Regions from separate parts of the Mus musculus genome. Here all the other regions are linked to region 5. The links are chromatin contacts, called in public HiChIP or PLAC-seq and promoter capture Hi-C maps. All regions are on one chromosome and are shown on one strand. Each heading gives the region's core, a stretch centred on a gene start, on an enhancer-like site or on the middle of the called end of the contact. The rest is flanking DNA. Distances are from core to core; before and after follow the strand shown. Region 1 overlaps Dst (dystonin). Region 2 overlaps Dst (dystonin). Region 3 overlaps Dst (dystonin). Region 4 overlaps Ptpn18 (protein tyrosine phosphatase, non-receptor type 18). Region 5 overlaps Dst (dystonin).

Evidence for each region. HiChIP or PLAC-seq counts read pairs in DNA pulled down with a chosen protein or histone mark. Capture Hi-C pulls out chosen DNA fragments and counts their contacts.
Region 1: a contact with region 5 is called in a promoter capture Hi-C map of pancreatic islet. The contact joins two enhancer-like sites. A contact is called at or near these places in 2 of 484 Hi-C or Micro-C datasets (both in nephron progenitors), 2 of 115 datasets of contacts at active chromatin or transcription factors (microglia and pancreatic cancer cells) and 2 of 9 other capture datasets (adipose tissue and pancreatic islet).
Region 2: a contact with region 5 is called in a FOXA1 HiChIP or PLAC-seq map of pancreatic cancer cells. The contact joins two enhancer-like sites. A contact is called at or near these places in 1 of 484 Hi-C or Micro-C datasets (nephron progenitors), 2 of 115 datasets of contacts at active chromatin or transcription factors (embryonic stem cells and pancreatic cancer cells) and 1 of 9 other capture datasets (liver).
Region 3: a contact with region 5 is called in a promoter capture Hi-C map of adipose tissue. The contact joins two enhancer-like sites. A contact is called at or near these places in 2 of 484 Hi-C or Micro-C datasets (CD4 T cells and nephron progenitors), 3 of 115 datasets of contacts at active chromatin or transcription factors (microglia, pancreatic cancer cells and stem cell-derived neural progenitor cells) and 4 of 9 other capture datasets (adipose tissue, embryonic stem cells, liver and 1 more).
Region 4: a contact with region 5 is called in a promoter capture Hi-C map of adipose tissue. The contact joins two enhancer-like sites. A contact is called at or near these places in 5 of 484 Hi-C or Micro-C datasets (the HPC-7 cell line, Th1 cells, double positive thymocytes and 2 more), 4 of 115 datasets of contacts at active chromatin or transcription factors (bone marrow-derived macrophages, embryonic limb bud, pancreatic cancer cells and 1 more) and 3 of 9 other capture datasets (adipose tissue, embryonic stem cells and liver).

The regions. Positions count from the first base shown.
Region 1 is chr1:34,019,189-34,021,888 of GRCm38.p6, reverse strand. All of the region lies in intron 4 of Dst (dystonin), which reads right to left. Among named protein-coding and RNA genes, the nearest start is that of Mir6896, 97 kb to the left of the region's middle. Within about 2 kb of position 1,263, at least 38 of the 459 cell types and tissues checked have an H3K27ac peak or open chromatin away from gene starts, as enhancers often do. A contact at or near this core is called in pancreatic islet, where this site is marked.
Region 2 is chr1:34,042,780-34,045,670 of GRCm38.p6, reverse strand. All of the region lies in intron 4 of Dst (dystonin), which reads right to left. Among named protein-coding and RNA genes, the nearest start is that of Mir6896, 73 kb to the left of the region's middle. Within about 2 kb of position 1,425, at least 58 of the 459 cell types and tissues checked have an H3K27ac peak or open chromatin away from gene starts, as enhancers often do. A contact at or near this core is called in pancreatic cancer cells, where this site is marked.
Region 3 is chr1:34,001,033-34,003,852 of GRCm38.p6, reverse strand. All of the region lies in intron 3 of Dst (dystonin), which reads right to left. Among named protein-coding and RNA genes, the nearest start is that of Dst, 94 kb to the right of the region's middle. Within about 2 kb of position 1,327, at least 1 of the 459 cell types and tissues checked has an H3K27ac peak or open chromatin away from gene starts, as enhancers often do. A contact at or near this core is called in adipose tissue, where this site is marked.
Region 4 is chr1:34,471,763-34,474,514 of GRCm38.p6, reverse strand. Ptpn18 (protein tyrosine phosphatase, non-receptor type 18) reads right to left here. Exons shown (of 15, transcript NM_011206.2): 11 at 2,614-2,703; 12 at 2,324-2,412; 13 at 1,547-1,752; 14 at 1,106-1,180; 15 at 731-936. The coding sequence ends at 869. Among named protein-coding and RNA genes, the nearest start is that of Gm32566, 11 kb to the left of the region's middle. Within about 2 kb of position 1,309, at least 205 of the 459 cell types and tissues checked have an H3K27ac peak or open chromatin away from gene starts, as enhancers often do. A contact at or near this core is called in Th1 cells, adipose tissue, bone marrow-derived macrophages and 3 more, where this site is marked.
Region 5 is chr1:34,235,222-34,238,087 of GRCm38.p6, reverse strand. All of the region lies in intron 60 of Dst (dystonin), which reads right to left. Among named protein-coding and RNA genes, the nearest start is that of Gm26788, 58 kb to the right of the region's middle. Within about 2 kb of position 1,502, at least 239 of the 459 cell types and tissues checked have an H3K27ac peak or open chromatin away from gene starts, as enhancers often do. A contact at or near this core is called in Th1 cells, adipose tissue, bone marrow-derived macrophages and 5 more, where this site is marked.

The DNA.
Region 1 (2,700 bases), core at 14-2,513, 220 kb after region 5:
GTGTTCACTTGTTTCATAGGCACGGACAGCTAATTTCAGTCCACCCTTAAAATAGAACAGTTGGACTAATTTTAGACTCAAGTGTTATACAGCATCATAGCTGCCAACTAAGTGGAACTCGGGACCTGCAGCCACATATGTAGATGCCAGAGCAAAGTGTCAGACTGCTGAGCTCTAAGCCCACACACACTCTCTGAAGTAGGCACAATGCATAGTGTCCTCAGCCAAAACAGAACACACAGTACACAACACACTGTGACCACATGAAACAAATAATCAATCAGGCCCTCATTTACCTAAAAGAACATGTATAAAATAGGCATGCAAAACTATCAAACGAGGGCTGTGGAGTGCCTGCTATGCAATGATAAGGACCTACATTCAAATCCAAAAATGCTGTGTGTGGTCCATAACCCAGTGCTGGGGTAACAGGGAAGGGGGAGGGGGCAGGGGGAATTGGACATGACTGACTGCCAGCCTGTTTCCAGGTTCATGAGACCTATATCTCAAGAGAGAAGAGAATGACACAGCAGGACACCCAACGTCCTCTCTGATTTTCACATGAAGGTGTGCCCACATGTATACATGTGCACACACACACATGCATATGTGCATATACCACATACATAATCCTCACATACACACAGAGAGGTGGAGAAGAAACACTTAAAAGGGGGAGGGGGCACTGGAGAGATGGCTCAGCCATTAAGACTGCTCTTCCGAAATTCCTGAGTTCAATTCTCAGCAACCACGTGGTGACTCACAACCATCTGTAATGGGATCTGATGCCCTCTTCTGGTGTGTTTGAAGGGAGCTACAGTGCACTCAAAATAAGTAAATAAATAAATAAATAAATAAATAAATAGATTTTTTTAAAAAGGCATCCAAACACTCAAGATAAATAAATAAATAAATAAATCTTTTTTTTTTTTTTTTTTTAAAGGCATCCAAAGGAGGTTGGGCTAAAAGGGCCACTGATGACTGCAAAGTACTGCTTTCCAGAACCGGTACAAAGATCTCTTAGAACACAACAATAAAAAAATAAAAAAGCAACCAAATAAAACCGTGCAGTAGTACATGCTGGGTGGAGGTGCAGCCAGCTGGCGGAGGTCACCTGGCAGAGTGAGAGACCCCAGATGTGCTCTGATTTTCCCGCACCAAAATCCCACACAAAGAAAAGTGGGGAGAGATCGAAACAGACTCATCTAATGGACTGCAGATTAAAAGCAATGATGACCCAAGCTCAAGTCTGAAAGGGCAATGGCGAAAGTCACCTGGCAGAGCCAAGGTCTGCATCTAATCCTGCTGAGGCTTAGCTCTCCCGTGCACTGAAGTGCCCGAGGTGCCACCCTCGAGGGTGAGCAGGCAGGCATCCACTATCCTCATTAGTGGGCTAAGCAAACTGGGCCCCTCCGCTGACCTCTCCTGCACAGCTTTTCCCAAGGACACTTGCTTTAGCATTCTTCCTTCCCACAGCTCAGCTTCGGTCAGAGACTGCATGGGGCCCTAACTAGAAACAGACCAGGTGTAGCTGCCTGGGGTTAGAACAGGAGCCAAAGCAGACTCTTTTCTTATAACTTATCCAGCCTTCTGCTATAGCAACACAAAATCGATTAAGCAAAACATCATCCAACGCTGACGTGGACGCGGAATGACGGGAACTCTCATTCCCTGCTGGTGCAAACAGAGGACGACAGGGCCGCTTCAGAGAAAGAGTACAGGTCGTACAAACCTAAAATCCTTAAAATCCTCCAAGCTCATTCCTCGACCTAAGTTACTTGAGACTTCAAGTCCGTCCTTAAAGTCATGCACACAATGGGTATAGAAGCTTTTATACTCGTTTAGCAAAACAAAAATGGAAGCAAACAAGATGCCCTTCATTGGATAAACAGATTTAAATGGTGGGACATTAAACAATGGACAATTACTCAGCAATTAAAAAAAAGATGATACCCTACACCATGAGAGACATGGTGTACCAGGCCTGGTAACTCACACCTGTAGTCCCAATGCTCGAGAGAAGAGTAAGTCTGAGGGCCAGCTTGGGTGGCACAGCAAGTTCCAGGCCAGCCTGGGCTACATGCTGAGATCCTGTCTCCAAAAACCAAACGAAGAAAACAAGTGACGTGGAGAATATTACAACGTTAAACATCCTGGTATGAACAGAATATATTCCGTACAGTTTTGACTACATCAAATCCTTCTTTAAAGAGGCAAAAAGCCAGAGAGCAAAAGCTCCATGCGTCGAGGCCTGGGAAGACTTTTTAAAGCAGTGAGCCTCTCCGCACTGTTCTGTGATGGCAAACACACCCCACGCTGGCCGAAACCCACAAAGTGCAGCAGAGCAAAAGCTACTGCGACTGAGGCTCACAGGTGATAATAAGGTGTTGGTATAACTTACCAGTTAGAGCAGATCACAGGTGTCAAAAGAGGAAGCTGCAGACGTGCACTTTCTCCTCTAAAGACTGGTCTAGTGCTAGGGTTTTGTTGGTTTTCAGGTTTTGGGGGGGGGGGTTGTTTATTTCTTTAAGTCACTAGCCCAGGACTACTCAGGGGTTTGGTCTCTGGACACTTGACCCACACTCTGCTGTTGGGATAGTTCACTCTTTTATTCTCCTTACTCAAAGTGGGGAAAAGGAACTACAAAGAACTATTTAGGTCAAAAATGAAGTATACATATAGTCACACTGGCATGGACAG
Region 2 (2,891 bases), core at 176-2,675, 190 kb after region 5:
TTATTGGAAGCAGGGCAGTGGGGTGCACACCAGTACTCTGTGTGTGTGTGGGGGGGGGGGGATTGGGGGGCAGAGGCAGACAGATCTCTGAGTTTGAGGCCTGTCGGCCTACAGAGCAAGTTCAAGGACAGCCAGGGCTCCACAGAGAAACCCTGTCTCCAGACAGCAATGTTTTATTGCTGACCTTTTTTGCATGTAAAGACCACATTTTGTTTCTACCCTGCTGCACATTCCCTTTCAAGTTTTCTTTGTTAACCTTTTAAGCAACAGGCGTTATGTTTTACATTGTTACTTTCGTGTCAAGTGCTTGGGTTCCAAATGTGTCCAAATGACCAGCTGTCGAACAGTTTTTAGTAAGTTGCAAGTGTTTAGACCAAACAATTTACTGTAAACTGACAATGATTGAATTTTTCACTGTACAAACGCAGAAATTAGATGAACCATTTCAAATTCTGATTTTTGTTTGTTTCTTTGCAAACTTCCTTTGTGGTACATTCCACATTTTTAATGTTATGATCTTTAAATTTTAAGTAAATTCTTAATTGATTAAATTAAGTAAATACTTAATAAATACTTATTCTTGATTATCTGAGTAATTAACATGACTCAATTACTTTCCCAGACTTTGAAACAAATTCTAAACAAGGGATGGAGTTCCTGAGCTAAGTTGCCCATAATTCATAAATAATGTACATTATGCAGTTACTAAGGAAACTGAGTCACCTGGGACTAAGAAATAAACGCAGAGGCCAAGAGTTTTGATTTCCTGTTCAGCTTTGCCAACCAAATACTTTCCTCCTGACTCACATCGTTTATGTAGAAACATGGTAAACACGGGGTCTCTGAAAATCAGTTTCATTATTTTACAACAAAATTGCCACATTTGAGGGTGAGTTTCTCCATGTAGCATTTGTTAACTCACACATATCTGCCTGCCTCTGCCTCTGCCTCTGCCTCTGCCTCCTGAGTGCTGGCATTAAAGGCATGCACCACCATACCCTGCTTCTCCATGTTATTTTACAGAACAAAACTCAGCAGATATGACTGACACTTTGAAAACATTATCACCATAGAGTCACAAGACTGAGCTACAACTGTTTTAACACCTCTGAAGGAAAAGCATCTCAGTTTTACACACACACACACACACACACACACACACACACACACTGTAATAAGTAAAGGACTTAACAAGTTCAAACTAATTGGCTAAATGATTTATATAATGAAGACAGGATAGCAAAGAAGCAGAATAAAGTAAGCTGCTAACATCGACTAAGCGCCTACTATGTGCACTACTAGCCTACTATGTGCGACTAAGCGCCTACTATGTGCCTGCAGGCACCAAGTCTGATACATAGTGGGGCCACAGGCTGTGCTCATGACTAATTAGGTAGGAAGCAGCACATTTGTTCTAAAACCAAAGGTGAATAAAATGTTATGACTGGTGACTCAGAAAAGAGAAGAATTTTTAGTGCCAAATGTAGAAATACTCTTTCTGCAATCAAATCACAGAAAACAGCCACCATGAAGACAAAGAGGACCCAGATCCTTCCACAGACACCATTTGGTATTTCTTGAGGATCCTGAGAGGAACGGTCTGTCTGGCCAGCAAAACAGAGCCACCAGGGAGGGTAAAGGCTGTGGTTTCAAAACTCTGGACTTTCTGAAATCCTGAGGCTGGGCACAACACCAGAAGCACACGCAGATTTAGGCAACACTGAATTCTTTTCACATCTCGTCTTTACAAATTTTAAAACAAAAATATGACTCAGTTTAAAAACCATATCTGAATAAGCATTTAAAGTACACTGTCCCACTCAACTTGGTAATGTCCAATCAATAAAATCCTGAAAACATGTCACTGTAAGGTAGCCTCCAATCTTAAAGGTTACACTCGTGAAACATTTAGAAAAGATACCAGGTTTTGCAAAACAGGACTCGGGTCATCTTGCGTGGAGGAGGAAGCAAGACTGAACACTCAAAGAAGGGACAGACCAGCAAAGAGCAGTGGCTCCCATAACCAGTGCTATTAAGCTCAGCCCAAAGGGAGACTATTCCAACACTACAGCTGCACGTGTTTCCTGCGGAAGAGAGCAAAAGGCACAGATACCAAAAGATGGGTGGTACTCGCCCAGGCCGACCAGAAAGGGGGCCCGGTGCAGCTGTTGCAACCCATGTGCTGGCCAGACAGGAATACATATGTGTCAGATGTAGAAGCATCATTACTCAGTGCTGAAGAGAGCGAGAGATGGTGACAGCCATGCCAAGAATGGTGACTTTATTATGTGCTACATTTTTTTTCCGGACACAGAATGGGGTCTTTACATACATTATTTTGTAATCCTCTCATACAACCAATGAGATATAATCCCTATGTGATGGATGAGTGTCCACAATCGCAAAGAAAGTAATGTGAAGTCAGATCAGAATCCAAGGCCGTGCCGCACTGCTCATTGCAGCAACACACCTATAAAGACTGCTATAAGAAACTAAAGCAGACCTCAATAAATAACAAGCTCCTGGGTCAGAAGACGCAGCATCATAAACATGCGACTTCTGATACGCTCATTTTAAATGTACATGGAAAAATTAACAACTACAACCATCAAAGTCACTTTTTTACAATAGGGTGTGCATTATTATCTGACTTCAACATTAGAAGCTACAACCATCCACATGGTGCTAATATGATCCTGACAGACCAGACTATGAGCCTATGACTAGCAGATTCTTAACCTGTGTAATTCAATGGGGAAAGCTGGGTCTTTTCAGTCTCAACTACTAGACTTCCTTCTGTCCATAACTGACCTATGAACCTAGCATCCTAGACAAAGGTTAAGGTAAAATGGTTTACAGTCCTGAAGTAAAAACCTCTAAAGGAAAATGGA
Region 3 (2,820 bases), core at 78-2,577, 230 kb after region 5:
TATTGATCTGTAATGACTTGCCAAATCTTGCTACTATCTTAGGGCTGGAGAGAACAGTATGGTGTTTTATTTAATTGGAGACAATAAACAACTCCCTGGCCCAAACACTGCAGCCTGACCTTTGATGAGGGGCTTAAGTTAGTGGGACAAAGGAAAAGGAGTCCCTTACGCAACAAAAGCCGCTATTTCTAATTCTACTGGTGCTTAAAGACCGATTCCTATCAAAATACAAATGTTCATCCATAGGGAATTAGTTAAATATACTGTATCGATAGCACAGGTTACCCTGCAGAAATTAAACAAACATGTTGATCTACATTTAACAAAAGAGGAAATAATATATGACAGCTTTAAAAAATCCATACACACATATGTACCCCCCTTACGTGTTTAAATATGGATATATTACTGTTTAGTAGTGGTTAGCTCTGGGCAGTGACAAAGATTAACAAGTTTTGTTTGTTTCTGACAGTTTTTAAACTCAAACAAACAAAAGAAATCACCAAAAGGAAATGCCCAGAGAAAACATCGGATATGAAAACTAGCGTTTTGCTTTGGGAGCTCAGGAGGTCCTCAGAAAGTGAACGGAGCCCCTGTAGCCTCTTCCCAGAGCAAAGCAAACAAACAATTATGCACAAACTACATTAGCAGATGTATGGGAGTCTCTGGCCTCCTGACCCCGGGGCTAGGACTCCAATTCACACCACTCTCTGTCATCTCCACCTGCTGATAACAAGGAAACAGAGGAAGAAACTGGTTCTCCAGAAAGGGAAAGGCTCACTGGGATCGTGAAGGCAGGGCTGGCGTTTCGTCTCATAAGCTGGTGGGTTCTGTCTGTACGCACTTGAATCTCGGTAACCAAAGAAGCAAAAACTCTAGGCTTCAATAAACCAAACAACCCTGCACCAGGTCTTCCACAACCTTGGCTATTAAACTAACAATCAAATTAGGCCACTAAAAGATTCACTCTAGGGCTGGTGAGATGGCTCAGTGGGTAAGAGCACCCGACTGCTCTTCCAAAGGTCCAGAGTTCAAATCCCAACAACCACATGGTGGCTCACAACCATCCGTAATGAGATCTGATGCCCTCTTCTGGTGCGTCTGAAGACAGCTACAGTGTACTTACATATAATAAATAAATAAATCTTTAAAAAAAAAAAAAAGATTCACTCTAACTTTTCTATGCTACAAAAGCAACCGAAATTCCCTAATGCCAGGATAATTAGATAATGTGACAGTTTTGAATAACTTCCTAACTGACATCCCAGGACAGACTCTGCGACATCAGCAGCAGGACTGTGTAGCTGGCTGCGGCTGGGTCTACACAGCCTGGTCTGTGAGCTACTGCCAGGAAATGGTCTTGGCCCTGGGTACTCTCCAAAGGCAGTGGGAAACAAGGCCAAAGGGGAGGATTTTGCTAAAGATCGGGACATTCAGAGTTGGAGAATACATTCTGCCCCACCAACTCAGCATCTACCCACATCTTGTCTTTAAATAATAATAATGATAATAAATTTACACAAATCTTGATTATACAGATGTTAGTCCTAGATTCTGCAAAACAATCCATAGTGTGAAATAGGTACTTCCCAAAAAGAAAGTACTCTCTTGGGATGTGAACAGAAAAAGGAGCCACCAAAAATGTCCCTATGTGTGCATGTGTGCATGTGTGCAGGTGTGTGTGTGTGTGTGTGTGTGAGAGAGAGAGAGAGAGAGAGAGAGAGAGAGATGAACCTTGATAGAACTCTACATTCTTTTAACTTAAAAAAAAAAAAGCTAAAAGCTCATCCTAGGGAAAATTGAGAATCTCTAAACCCAAGTCAAGATGGTTTATCAGGTATATTAGGACTATTAAGTTTCTAAGGTGTGGCGATGATCTGGTGGTTGTAGGAAAGGTAGCCCAGTCCTTAGGAGATGCAGACTGAGGAAACTTGGCATCTGTAATTACTTTTAATTGCATTAAACAGAACTAGTCAGTGTGCTGATCTAGGGAACCAGAAGTAGTCTCTGGACCACTCTTGCTTCGGGGGAAAGGGTCCCAAACTTTCAGTTGCTTTTGTGGTCAGGAGATTGGGGATCGAGCCCAGAGACTGAGCAGTATCCTGGCGTCACCACGGTGCTTCACCCTCAAACCTTGGTTGGTTGGTTGGTTTTTGAAATCGGGCTTCACTGCCGAGCTTGGATTAGCCTTGACCACAGTTGTCCAGGGTGCCTTCCAAATCCACCAACACCCTGCATCAGACTCCCAAACGCTGGGATTTCAGGAGTGTGATCCCACATCCTCCTTCCCTTTTTCACAAGTATCAAAGCTTCCTCTTGTTTTTCGGCTTAGAAGTAACACCCGGTTCCCAGAGGCTGCATTTTGATTATCTGTCCAATCACTGTTGAACACTTGGTTGATTCCCACATCTTAACTGGTACATATCGTGAGCAAGGGATTGCAAAATTAACTGAAGTTCCCATCAGAGGCACGGTTTCAAATTCGAAATCGTCTTAGCTGGGATTAAGATAGGCTTTCTTCCAGCTTAGCCAGCATATGCCACCTAGATGCTTCATTTAATGGGTGACTGTAATCGGGGACTAGAACAAGCATTTCACTTGCTAGCCAAGCATCTGAAACGACAATCCAAACAGAAAGATGCTTAGGGGAGGTGGAAGACTTATCCACATCCACTGTCTTACGAGGCGAAGCCAGAGACCTCTATTTTGGTCCTTTCAACAGCAAAGCCTGTGTTCTTGACCACAGTGTATTCATGCACAAGGTAAAACTGAAAATCCTTATGAAGGTTTATATATGCTCAGCCCAGGGAGTGGCACTAT
Region 4 (2,752 bases), core at 60-2,559, 240 kb before region 5:
ATGCTTCCCAGGACCGCCATGAACCTGGGAGCCTGCAGCTGGCTGTGGTCTGAGATCCATGAAGCCACATAAGGCTCTTGAGTTGAGTTTTTGGCTCACTCCTCACTGAATTCTACGAAAATCATTTTAATGTTTGCCTAGATACGCAAGTTCATGGTAGGAGCCTTCATCAGATTCAAGACAGGAATTGCAAGAGCCTGGAGAAAGCATAGCCAGGACTGACTGGATGAACAACTGCCATACAGACCCTCCTGTGTTGGTGACATTGTGGCAGTGGGGCGGGGTGGGGTTGGGGGTGGGGTTGGGGCAGGATCGGGGTCTGGAGCATCGTGCATATGTTTGTTCTGAAGGATCTACTTTCTTGCATCTCAAGGAAAGTCAGGGCTGGAAGTTCTGTCTTTCTGGATGGCACCCTATTTACCTGGCTGGTGTTCCATTTCTCTGACCAGCCAGAGATCTTTCTAGCTCATTGCAAGTTTATCTGAGGATCTATCTAGACGTGTCTCTAGCTGGAGGTCAGCTTGTTGATCCTGATAGGCACCTGCTGAGGGCTCTGTGAGCTAGGACTCTGTCTGGGATGCACTCTCCGGTAGGTGTACGGGGAGGAGGGTGGTGATGGCCACTCCTGACCTGCTTCCTTAAATTGTCTCAGAATAGATCCACCACCTCCCCCACTTACCTCTCTTAGCCCCAGTCTTTGACTGCTAGAATCACTGGAACAAAGCCCCTATTTTTTTCTGCCCTGAGAAACTTTTATTTTGAATCAGGCCCACAAGTCCCACTCATACATAACACACTGCACAGCAGTATGGTGGTTCCAGGAGTCCAGCCACCACCGAGTGGCAGGCTATAACTGGCACAGCACTCGTTACACCCGTGTCCACTCTGCTGGAGGATCCCGGGGCCCTTTGGGCCTTCCGATGCGCAAGTTGAAGCCTAAGGGAAGAAGGGCTCCATGCAGAAGCTAAGGAGTGACAGGGTAACCTCCTCCAAACCCACACCGCTCCAGATCCAGGTATATGAAGGAGAACCTGAGTCCAGTGCCCCAGCCCGAACTCCCGAAGTCCTGGGGCTCTCCAAAGCTGCACCCTAGGCTCTGACTTACCTAGCCCTCCAGTCTGTGCTCCATCTGTTACTTCTTCGTAGGCATCAGGCCCGGAAGAGTTTTGGTCCGCAGGAACTGAGGGCAGGAGAACCCCTATGGGTCAGCTCAAGCTGCTTTTAAGAGTTCCAGGGACTCTAGAGCAGCATAGCTACCGATTTCCCTTCCCGAGGTAGCGGTAGGAGGCGTGTCCATGGGCGTGTCCAAGTTCGGAGGTCTGTCTTTGGGGCCTTGGGTTAGACAGCCCAGTCTCCCAATTGAGACCTGACCTGGGGCTCATTTTGGGGCTTGAACCCCGACGTTTAGTAGCCTAGGGGCGTGGCCATGCTGGATCTGGGGCTGACCTCCGAGCAGCGCTTAGACCCTCGGGAGCCTTAGGAGAGCGGGAAAGTTGCTAATAGGTACTTGTCCTCAGCTCCACACCCCCGGAGGGCCTCAACTCACCTCGGCGCAGTGCCGTTGTCCCCTGTGCGTCCTCCGTGTGTGCCACCGGTCGCTGGGCACGTGGAGCCACCTGGCTGTAGATCGGGGTGTCCGTGCTGGTGGGCGCCCGCGGCCCCGGCCCTGTGCCCGCCGAAGCGCCACGCTTCTGCACCACAGCGTAAGTGTCAGCCATGGGGAGGGTCGGGGGCGCAGGCACCGAGATGCTCCTGCAGCGGGCAACAAGCAGAGGAAGTGAAAGCGCTTAGCACAAGGGAGGGGGGCGGGGGGGGGGGAGCAAGCTCAGCCCAGGCTACGGGCTTCCTTCCTGCCTGCCCCAGTCTTCAGAGCAGGAAAGGAGGGAAGGGGCGGGCCACCTGAGGGCAGAAAGTAGAGGTTCCGTGTCCCTAGAATCCCCACAGCAGGAGGGACAGGGCCAGATTGGCAAGTGGGACTAGGGAGGACGCATGTGGTAGAGTGTGTGAGACCCCAACCCTCCTACAATGAGACAGAGACAGGTGAGTCCCCAGAAGCTCTGATGTACACAGTGAGACTGTTTCTCAAAACACGTGGAAGGTAAGGACTCACATACTCTTTCTCTCTCACACACACACACACACACAGAGAGAGAGAGAGAGAGAGAGAGAGAGAGAGGGAGAGAGAGAGAGAGAGAGAGAGAGAGAGAGAGATTGAAATTCTTTAAAAATGTACTTGCCTAATTAATTACCTTCTGGAAGACCAAGGGAAAAGCTAACCCAGACTGTAGAGGTTGATTTTCCAGGGACAGAGTGAGCCCAGTACCTGAGAACCCCTCCTGGTGGCCGGGATGTGGCAGGCAGGGCTGAGGAGGTCCTGAGGGAGAAGGCTTCCTTGCAGATTGGAGCGCAGTTCTGCAGGGAAGCAGGCAGGGTCGGTCCTGAGGCCATAGCCCTGCTGCAGGTCACTGTGGGTGCCTAGGTGAGCTTAGGGAACAGCCTGGGGAAGGAGCTCTGAGGAGGCAAAGGTGCCTTTCACAGTAAGTCGGTTGCTGTTCCCAAGAAGGGTATAGGTGTTGATGGCTGGCAGAAAGGGTGAAATTGGGGGCTCTGTACCTCCTTGAGGTTCTGGTAGTGGGGGCTGGTGTCCTGGAGAGTGCGGGAGAATAGCTGAGCCACTGTGTGGTACAGGAACCTGTACTGCTCCTGTTGGGGTGAGTGGTCATTGAGAAGGGGAGATTGGGAAGCTAAGCAA
Region 5 (2,866 bases), core at 253-2,752:
CACAAAAGAACTTTCGCTTTTGTTTGCATAATCCATAATATTGGCAGGGACAAACATCCGCCAGGACCTCCTGTACTCTCTCTTTTCTGCCTGAGACTTGGGCTTGGGCAAACCTGGGCTTCGAATGACGTCACTGTTTAGTTTGAGGGCATCAAAGATCATCTTTTCATCTAGCTTGCTCGTTTCCCGACCTCTCAGCTCAAATATGCTGGAAGAAGAAAGGGCACCATTGGAGCACAGAGAGCTAACGTCCAGTGTCCTGTGGCTGTAGGGTAAAGTCCGGTCTGTGAAATGCCTAGAAGACAGGCTGCCTTTGGACCCGGAGTCTATCTGTTCGTTCAGCCTCACCGTGTCATAGATGGACCTCTGTGGGATGTAACAGTCCTCGATATTCAGGTCCTCCTCCTCCTCTTCGCCTTTCCCTACGCATGGAGGGTTCTGGCGTAAACAGTCTGGTCTGCTGAGTGGTTTCCCCATTTCGCAGACAGTCAAAACAAATATCGCAGCTTTTGACACCGAGAGGAAGGAATTCGGTGAAGCATTTTTCCAAGAAGGTCTATCTGTGAGCAGGGCCGTGACACATCCAGAAAGGGTAAACAGTGAGGCATACTGCCTGCCTGAGGTGCTGCCGGTTAGGAGCAGTGCATCTATGAAAACGAAGCTACCCTTTAACCTGGTTCTAAGAAGTAACGTGCTCCAAGACAGAGCATTCAGCTCCCTCCACCTCCTGAAATTCCGTGAATGCTCCCTTTTAATCAGCCCCAAGCACACACACACAAGCGCACAGCTAACCGTGGCTTCAACGCCCGAGAGACTCTGCTGTGAGTCCGTTTCTCATTGTACTCTAATTTTGCTTGAGGTTTCCAGATTAAAATTTCCAAATGAGCAAGCGGTTCAACAGGCTGGATGTTAACTTCGGCAGAACTCTGGCTGACTGTAATCCACTTAAAGATGTACTGCGAAACTCCATGTCCTTTACAGATAAACAGCTTCTTGTTCAGATCAGAAGGCACAGCATGGTTCTTTGGAGAAAAATAAGTTACGTTTGATGTAAAAAAGTTAAGATTTTTCTCTTAGCTGGGAGGAGGAGCCATACATAAATAAGCTAGATCCAAAAGGCAGTTTTTTTCTTCCCATCTTAAGCTTCTTTGAGGTTATCCAGAATTACCCAAGAGAAAAGAGCCGGGGCATTAAAATCCAGCAACCATTAAAGTAAACAGTCAAAAAGCATGGCTTACTATAACAAGTTTCTCTTTCAAAATAAAAATTTTCCCCCAAGATTCTTATCTGATCTTCCTGAAGAAGGCTTATTCCACCTGAGGCGGCTGCAGCTCAAACTCCGGGCTTCCTCCGAGGCACAGGCAGTTGGCATCCAGCTGAAGCCCCAGCCGCTGCCCTATGGCCGGGCAGGCTGCGGCCGCTCCCGCCGGGGCTCGGGCTGCGTCGGGGCAGCGGGGCCGCGCAGCACACCCAGCCCCGGCGGCATCGATCTGATCCGCTCCGCTCCGCCCTCCCGTGACTTAACTTCACAGTCATCCTGCCCAACTCGGCCTCTTCCCCAGCCCAGGGCGGTTCCAGGGGGAGGAACCTCGAGGCTGTAAAGCAACAGCTTGGTGACATCAGCGCGGAGCAGGCTGGGGTCTGCATCTGGGAGAGGGCAGCTGGGTTCAGATATCCCAGAGGGATCCGAGGGGCAGCGCAGCGGCAGCAGAACCTGACACTGGGCAGCGCAGGAACAGCCATTCCCACCACTGGCTCAGACTGCTAACTCAAAGTGGAGGATGTGGGGGTGGGGGTGGCCAGGTCCCTGTCCTTCAGCTGGAACCACTCTCCTGCCATCACCAATCAGTTTAAGCAGGGCCAACAGGCTCACTTTGAAGTTGAGCGTTTTATCATTTCTCTTTAAAGGCCAATTTCAAAACTGACTGGTCTGCACATTAAAGGACCCCCACGGGTACCTCGCCCCAACACTGCTGACATGAATATTTGTAGTTACTAATATTCACGCAGACCTCTTGAGATTAATGCAAGGCCCAGGCAAGCAGAACGCCTCGAAACAGACTGGTTATTTAATAAAGTCACAGATACTGATTTTTATCTGCTCAACAAATGTTCTTATAAAAACAGTTTTTTTTTTTTTTTTAAAGTTCAGCGAGCCAAACCTTAGCCTTTTTTGGCAGAAATGACAAGAATTATTTAATAAACCCTATCCATTCTTTTATGAAATAAAGCAACACTGCCAGAAAAATAGGTAATTACAGAGGCAGTCAGACTTTAAAAAAAAAAACAACTCATAATCATTCATGAACAAAATGTGGCTGGCCTGACCCTCCGGCGAAGAAAGTAGCTGTGGGGTAATTTTACAAAAAATGTCGTGGGAGAACTTCTGTACCTTAAGCATTCCGAAGTTATTTTATAAACCTGTAAGCTGAAGTAAGCTACATTCACAGCCAGAACTCACATTCAGTGATTACTACACACAGCTCAGCGTGGGCTCACCGTTAAGTTGAAAAGTACATGTCTACAGACATTCACAGAGAAAAATTAGTTATAGAATACCCACCAACATCGCGACCCTGACGTCCACCGTCATGGTCCAGAACTGAAATGTTTCAACAGGCACACGAGTCTGTGATGCTCAGGTGTGCGAGCACACACAGAATGTGCCCCAGCTACCACGTCACCACAGGACTGACTCTGAGGCTGGGAGGAGGTAGAGATCAAGGGTCCTATTTTCACACTCCCACTACCTTAGAAACACAGAATGCCACCTACCCAAAGTAATAGTGGTAAAGTTTCCAGGAAATCTGGGGGGGAGGGGGTACCTTTCTCCAGACAGTTTAAGGTCCTTACACAATGATTCATA